Regions from separate parts of the Danio rerio genome. Here region 2 is linked to region 1. Evidence: chromatin contacts called from public Hi-C data. All regions are on one chromosome and are shown on one strand. Each heading gives the region's core, a stretch centred on a gene start, on an enhancer-like site or on the middle of the called end of the contact. The rest is flanking DNA. Distances are from core to core; before and after follow the strand shown.

What was found. Hi-C and Micro-C count contacts between places; a contact is called where the count stands out from the background.
Region 2: a contact with region 1 is called in a Hi-C map of an unstated tissue, with 3 times the contacts expected there. The contact joins the enhancer-like site here to the promoter of sall4 in region 1. A contact is called at or near these places in 2 of 18 Hi-C or Micro-C datasets (embryo and an unstated tissue).

The regions. Positions count from the first base shown.
Region 1 is chr23:42,227,053-42,231,103 of GRCz12tu, forward strand. It overlaps sall4 (spalt-like transcription factor 4), which reads left to right and starts at 2,117. Exons shown (of 4, transcript NM_001080609.1): 1 at 2,117-2,217. The coding sequence starts at 2,151.
Region 2 is chr23:42,293,405-42,297,455 of GRCz12tu, forward strand. It overlaps atp9a (ATPase phospholipid transporting 9A), which reads left to right. Exons shown (of 28, transcript XM_073939324.1): 15 at 1,341-1,502. Among named protein-coding and RNA genes, the nearest start is that of atp9a, 55 kb to the left of the region's middle. Within about 2 kb of position 2,392, at least 11 of the 62 cell types and tissues checked have an H3K27ac peak or open chromatin away from gene starts, as enhancers often do.

The DNA.
Region 1 (4,051 bases), core at 867-3,366:
ATTTACTTGTCTGCTCTTTATTTGTGCATTACACATATCAGTACAATGTGACCGGCAGCCTTTTGTGTTTAATGTGATGATGGAGTTAAAGTCAGTTGCAATTTCCATATTTAAATCACAAAGAGAGGAGGCACGCATACACTTATCTTCATGAGCACTGTAAATAAACAAACCTTTGCTTGATGCAGTACATTATCAAGTGTCAAAAATAATACATTTATTAATAATGACGTCAAAACTGAAGCAGAAATGGCGTGATTTAATAACTAAAAGCTAAATATATGATCAGATTTGGATTTATCAGATATATTTGGCTTTATTTACACTGTAAATGCTTGTTTTTATTCAGTATAACTTCAATATCAAGCATAAAATAATGTATAATTTTAAAAAAACTGAATCAGAAACATCACAATAAATGCAAACTGAGGCAGAAATGGGGTGATCTAATAAATATATGCTAAATATATAATCAGATTTGGATTTTTCTGATATATTTGGCTTTATTTACACTATAAATGCTTGTTTTATTCAGTATAACTTCAATATCAAGCATAAAATACTGTATAATTTAATTTAGTGGTAAAAACTGAATCAGAAACATCACCATATATAGGCTAATAAATACAAACTGAGGCAGAAATGGCGTGATCTACTACCTATAAGCTAAATATATGATCAGATTTAGATTTTCTGGATATATTTGGCTTTATTTATACTGTAAATGCTTGTTTGATTTAATATAACTTCATTATCGTGCGTATAATAATGTACAATTTTTCATTTTGTAATAAAAAGTGAATCAGAAACATCATAATAAATGAAAACTGAGGCAGAAATGGCGTGATCTAATACATATATGCTAAATATATAATCAGATTTGGATTTTTCTGTTATATTTGGCTTTATTTACACTATAAATGCTTGTTTGATTCAGTATAACTTCAATATTAAACCTAAAATAGTGTTTTATTTTGCAGTAAAAACTGAATCAGAAACATCACCATAGGCTAATAAATGCAAACTGAGGCAGACATTGCATGATCTAATAAATATAAGTGAAATATATCATCAGATTTGGATTTATCAGATATATTTGGCTTTATTTATACTATAAATGCTTGTTTAATTCAATATAACTCCAGTATTAAGCGTAAAATAGTGTATACTTTTATTTTGCAATAAAAACCGAACCACAAACATCACCATAGAATAATTACAAACTAAAATGATTTAAATATAGCGTATATATCTTTTTATAGCTACATTACAACAAACAATAGTGGGTTATTTCGACCAAAATTGGATCAAATATAGACAAAGCCAAATGTTTGGTTATATTTAGTCATATAAATTGAATTTTAAAAACCTAGGGCGTAGTTTTGTAGCTACATTACAAGTAGCAATTCTGAGTTATTTCAATCGAAATTGGGTAAAATATGGACAAAACCAAATGTTGGGTTATATTTAGTCATATATAAGTTTAATTTTAAAAAACCCAGCGGTTGATTTTGTCCATTTTTCCTCAAAATTTAGTTGAAATAACTGAGCATGTTTAGCATTTATTGGTGCACAATGTAATATTTGATTGATTAGTGATCGACTATCAATCGTAAAATAACATCATAGTTTATATCAGCATGCCTAAATACAACAAAAACTGAATCAGCTTAAAAACTACAAGCCAAACCAATATAATAGTGTTCCAATTCATAAAACGAGACACTTCAAATATTAAAAAATACAATATTAATAAATAATTGAGACTATTTCCCATCCACATAACAGCTGTGTTGATAAAACAATTCTAAAATAATTTTTCACTCGCCTGCGCACTTACATCCTCTCTCTCTCTCTTTCTCTCTCACTCATCCCTCCCTCTTTCTCTCGCTCTTCCACATCTCCTCCCCCTTTCCCTCGACTCTGCATTTCTCATCAATGAAGCCTCATTTGAATAATGCGCGAGCACTTTGGACCGGAGCCAATCAGCTGTCAGAAGAGCATGATAAATCGCAATGCATTATTGATAATAATAATTACTTTGACATGCGCATTTCTACTCGAGGGGCTAATTTCCCCCAACCTGGAGAATTTCTAAAGGAGAGGGACTAAATAGTCTTACTATTCGCCCCTGATGGTTGTAGGTTACCATGTCGCGGCGCAAGCAGTCCAAACCACAGCATATCAATTCGGACGACCCCGCTTCGACAGAAAATGGTGAGTTTGGAGCGATTAAAACTAATGTAAACTTTGTTTATGTTTCTACCTTGGAGTGATCTAGGAATCTCGCGTGCTCCCTTTTACATCTGAATTATGTAATTGGGCATGAATGGGTTCGCGACTCTTAAAATGAGGCGCTTTTTGTGAATTCGAGAAGTTTTGTACGTACATTAAATTAATTTACTGAACAACTTTAACTACTTTAACGCATTTTTATTGAGTCAATTTAAATATAAAATGTAGTATGTTTTATTTTTGGGGGTTGTTTGTTTGTGTGTTGGTTGGTTGTTCAGCTAATCTAATGTTTACGAAATATTTATCGGCGTTTGCATCGAAGACTTGTTTTTATATTTGTTTTTTGGGTATTAATATCATCATTGTAGTTATATATGCATATCTATTCGATCAAATATAGTTTTTCCAAATCATAAACGTGAACCAAATTCTTAATGCACGTTTTAGGCTTGTTTGACTGGCTGATGAATGTACACGTAAGTTATATTCCAGACTAACTAAGCACATGTGTTAATATTTGATGTGGCGTACTGGTATCACTGACCACTGTTAAACAAAGGTGCTCAACAGGTCGGCATGAAATGTGAGTCGCGAACAAGCTTGACCACAAAGCAATAAATCCCCCACAGTTTCTTTTGGTCGCATATGGAGATGTGGATGGGGGGATGGAGATGAAGTTGTGTGCAACGGGGGGGTGTAAATGTAAACTGCGCGACTTTTTATACTGGACGTAGTGAATTTTGACTGTTCTTAATGTAAATAATGTACTGGTTGAGGTTATTTTGCGTGTTATGCACTGCGAGTTGGGGGTTGGTTGTGTGTCAGGTCTGGTTGATTTAAAATCAGTTCAGTTGCGTTAGAATATTGCATGGAATTAAAGCACAATCAGAACAACGCTGTAAAGGTATCAGCAAAGAAACATGTTATATTTATGTGCATTGATCAGACGCCCTCTTGCGGTGAGCAGATGCACATGCACTGGTTAAAATCATCCGTCCAATTGTGTAACTTTAAAACGCATGGTTTGAAACTATTTCTGACAGATTTAGTTTTTTAAAAAGTAAGTTTTTTTCTTAATCTTTGCATTTGAGCACTTTTTTCCAGTTTTTAAAATAATTAATTATTTTTCCAAAATGGTTTCTCAAATTGAGTGCTTTTTATGCCCTGGCTCCCAGAAACAATGCAAATTGTTTTTCTTTACTATTCAAATTGTATAGTGAACAATTCGCACGTTCGGTTTCTCTGTCAGATTGTTAACAGGTGGTCTTTCCCATTCATGAGAGATGATGAAATTTGCATTTAACAATGGCCCTATTAAAAGGTCCTCCCTGATGGTGCTGCAGAGCTTAATTTTGATTTGCCTTTGATTTTTCTGCAATTTCAATGACAGATTGGATCCTTTTGCTCTGTTATCAGCATTTTTGTAATTCATCATATGGACTGCTTAACACTTGTATGCAAAGTTTAAATAGACATCAGTGAAGCAAGTGATTTGTTTTTAAGAACATATCTATTTTATTTGAATTTAGAAGAATGATTTGGAGGGGAGAAACTTATGTTTTGTGTGCAAATTAATGTCTTTGTGTGTAATCTATTTATTTTTTGCACATATTGTAAATGCTGCCCTCATCTGGCGGGATCGAGTAGTTTAAGTTGTAAATTTAGTTTTTTTTTTAATGACAATACTTAAACATTAAAACTTCCAAAAAGCCTCTGCATGATTTCATAATATACATGCGTTCCAACTACAGTTAGATTTCCTCTGCTTCTTTTTAATTGGCATTTTTAATGGATAATTTGCACCAAAATACAAATA
Region 2 (4,051 bases), core at 1,142-3,641, 67 kb after region 1:
ATAAGGTTATGTTTGGAAAGCGATGCATCTATCTTGATTTGTCATGGATGATTTTTCTTTTTTTATTATTTTGTACTTTTCTAATAACAACAAATGCTTAAAATAAAAGTAATTCATCACACATGTCTGAGATATGAATATTGCATATACTATATATACAGTAGTCAACATTTGAAGTGAATCAAAAATGTTCACATTTGTCCTAGGACCAGAATGAGTGTTGTTCAACAGTTTTAGAACAACTTTGATGAGGTGGTAACCACTTCAAAGGCTGACTAGTTTATATACAGTACAGTACTGTACATAATTATTAGCCGTCCTGAATTTTTAGCCCCCTCTATATTTATTTTCCCAATTTCTGTTTAACAGAAAGAAGTTTTTCTAACACATTTCTAAACATAATAGTTTTAATAACTCATTTCTAATAACTGATTTCTTTGATCTCTGCCATGATGACAGCTCATAATGTTTTACTAGACTACTTTTCAAGATTCTAGTATTCAGCTTAAAGTGACATTTAAAGGCGTTACTAGGTTAATTAGGCAAGTTTCATTGTATAACAGTGGTTTGTTCTGTAGAAATTCGGGGAAAAAATGATGCTTAGGGTGGCTAATGATATTAACCTTAAAGTGGTTTTAAATTAATTAAAAACAGCTTTTTTTGCTAGCCGAAACAAAACAAATAAGACTTTCTCCAGAAGAAAAAAAATTATTGGAAATATTGTCAACATCATTTGGGAAATATTTGAAAAAGAAAAAAATAACTTTGACTTTAACTGTATATATAATGAAAATTTTACAAGCTATTGTGCAGCCCTAATCATAAAACACGAGCTATAAAACACAAAAGACTAAGCAACTTTGCAGAAAAAACTACAGTATTGCAGAAGAATAAGGGATGAGGTAATATTTGCCATGCTTGTTAAAGTAATGTTGAATATTGATACTGCTTCTAGTTTGTATCTAATTAATTTTTACCATTAGAAGCTGGATATATTTAAACACTGTTGCCCCAAAACTGTTTAATCTACTTACAATAGTGATTTTTGTATAGTAAGTCCACTTTAATGCAGAATATCTTAAGATGATTCTATGATCTGTGAATTCCGACTGATAGAAACTGCTTCTGTTTTGTAATTAATTAGAAGCTAGTTATATTTACACACTGTTGCCCCAAAACCACCTAAAATAGCGATTTTTGCATAGAAGGTCAGCTTTAAAGCAGATCATCTTGATGATTCTCTGAGCTGTCAAGACTGACTGATGCTGACTGTGCTCCTGCTTTGTTTATGGCTTGATGGTTTCATATGTTGTGATTTCTCCTTCTGAATGTGGTTGTAGGTGTCTCTCGTTCAGTGGACGGAGAGTGTTGGGCTGACGCTGGTGGGCAGAGACCAGTCCTCTATGCAGCTGAGGACACCTAGTGGACAAATCCTCAACTTCACCATCCTGCAAATCTTCCCCTTCACCTATGAGAGCAAACGCATGGGCATCATAGTGAGAGTGAGTACTGCAACATAGCAACATGCGGGTAATAAAAAGATTGTCTGCGGGGTCTTAAAAAGCATTAAAAGCCTTGAATGTTATTTTACAAAGGTATTAATTTTTGTAGGGCTGCACAATATCGTTTATATATATATATATATCGTTTCAGCATCTTTATCACAATGTGTGCGTTTGCAAAAGTCACTTCACAGGATTTTCAATGTTGAGTTCATATGTTAGGATCACATTTAACTGTAGAGTTTAACCATAATGAAGTAAAAGTTTATTATTTGCATGTGTTTTTAAGGTCAATGGATGTGTAAGAATTTACAGTTTAAAGTATTCAGGCACAAGAAATTGTACTATTTGGAATTTTTATAAAGATTGTTTTGTAATGGGCGACGCGGCTGTCGCCTCACAGCAAGAAGGTCACTGGGTCGCTTGTTCGAACCTCGGCTCAGTCGAAGTTTCTGTGTGGAGTTTGCATGTTCTCCCTGCATTCGCGTGGGTTTCCTCCGGGTGCTCCGGTTTCCCCTACAGTCCAAAGACATGCGGTACAGGTGAATTGGGTAGGCTAAATTATCCGTAGTGTATGAGTGTGTGTGTGTGTGCGTGTGGGTGGATGTTTCCCAGAGATGGGTTGCGGCTGGAAGGGCATGTTTCATACAAATTAACAATTACAAAAAAAGGGTATCATCAAATATCATGAAATAAAGGTGGGGTTTTTGTCATTTAATAACCTAAGAAAACACCTCTGTGTCTTGAGTTTTGCAGTTTTTAGAAAACATCCAGTTTTCTCTCTACCCTTTTAAACAATGTGATAATTGAAGATCAGGCCAGAACTGATCTGACTGGACTATGTTTGTTATCTGAGAAAGCTGTGACCCTGCCCTGAGCTTGATGACTAACTCTCCCCACACAAAACGCTCTGCTATTGTTGTTGGCCTGGACTGAAGCCTGTATCAGCGACTCAGGAAACCCAGCAGCTCAACCTGCTTTCCTCGGCAGAATCCTTTTAAAACACCTTCAAGGACAATCGAGGAAGAGCGAAATTAATCTCCAGTAATGCTTGGGAAAATAACATGTCCTGGTTACCTGCGAACGTTTCCTGTTTCGTTTGGTTACATACTGTATGTATATAAAGTCTATTATTATGAATTTAATGTATGAAAAGTTGGATCATCACAATAATAATTTGCAGATGAATAAATCGACATTTGCTTTCCTTGTGTACAAAATTATCAGAATATGGGATTTTTTAATGATCATTAATAAAATTATAATAATAATCATGAAATTATCAATAATAAAAAAACATTTAAATTGTCATCATCAATAATAATAATAATAATCAAATAATAGTTGTAACAATAATAATATTATCAATAATTAATAACACATGTCAATTAATAATAGTAATAATATAAATAATAAAAAGACATGTTAATTATCAAAATTAAATAATAATAATAATTTTATCAATAATAAAGACACTCTAATTATAAATAATAATAATAGTCAATAATAAAATAATAGTAATAATAGTACTATAAATTATTTGAAAAGACATGTTATCAATAATAATAATTGTTATTATAATTATTAATAATAAAATATTATTATTTTATTAATTATTATTATCAATAATACAACAACAACAACAATAATAATAATATTTTCTAAAATAAATAAGACATGTCAATTTTCAATAATAATAATAATAATGTCAATAATAAAAGACATGTCAATTACCAATTATAAAAATAATGTCAATAATAAAAAAGAAAATTATTAAATAATTATCAATAAAATAATAATAATAATAATAATAATAATAATAATAATAGTAATTATTGAAACATTTGAAACACAATGCAGTATGAATATCTTGTTTATATATATATATATATATGTTTTTATATATATATATATATATATATATATATATATATATATATATATATATATATATATATATATATATATAATGTTTCCATCATAATTTATTTGCACATCCTCTAGTCTTATAAATATGATTTACAGCATCGGTAATTAATAATGTAATTTATTTCTGTGATTCATTGATGAATTTTCAGCATCATTACACCCTTGTCATATGATCCTTAGGAAATCATAATTAATGAATGAATTGATGCTTAATAAATATTCATCATTATGATCAATGTTGAAAATAGTGTTGAATGTTGAAAATCTATGTTTTTTTGTGGTAATATTTTTCATCCAATTTATTTAAGAATAATAGAAAACAGTGAATTATATAAAAAAATACAAACACAGATATTAAGAATATTTTTTTAATGATTTACCAAAATAATTTGGGTTTTAAAGCATATTTTTTAAAAGAATTATATAGTCAGATTAATTGCATATGAATTTATATTTTTAGATAGTGTGTGCACATAAGAATATCCATTCAAAAAAGTAACAGTTTGCCTGTAGTTAGGCAAATGTTTTATACACTATGTAATGAAGGTTTTGGATTTTTTTAAAGGCTTTTCGGATTATAACATTGCTTTAAAAGCATTAATCAAAATGTGCATAAAAAA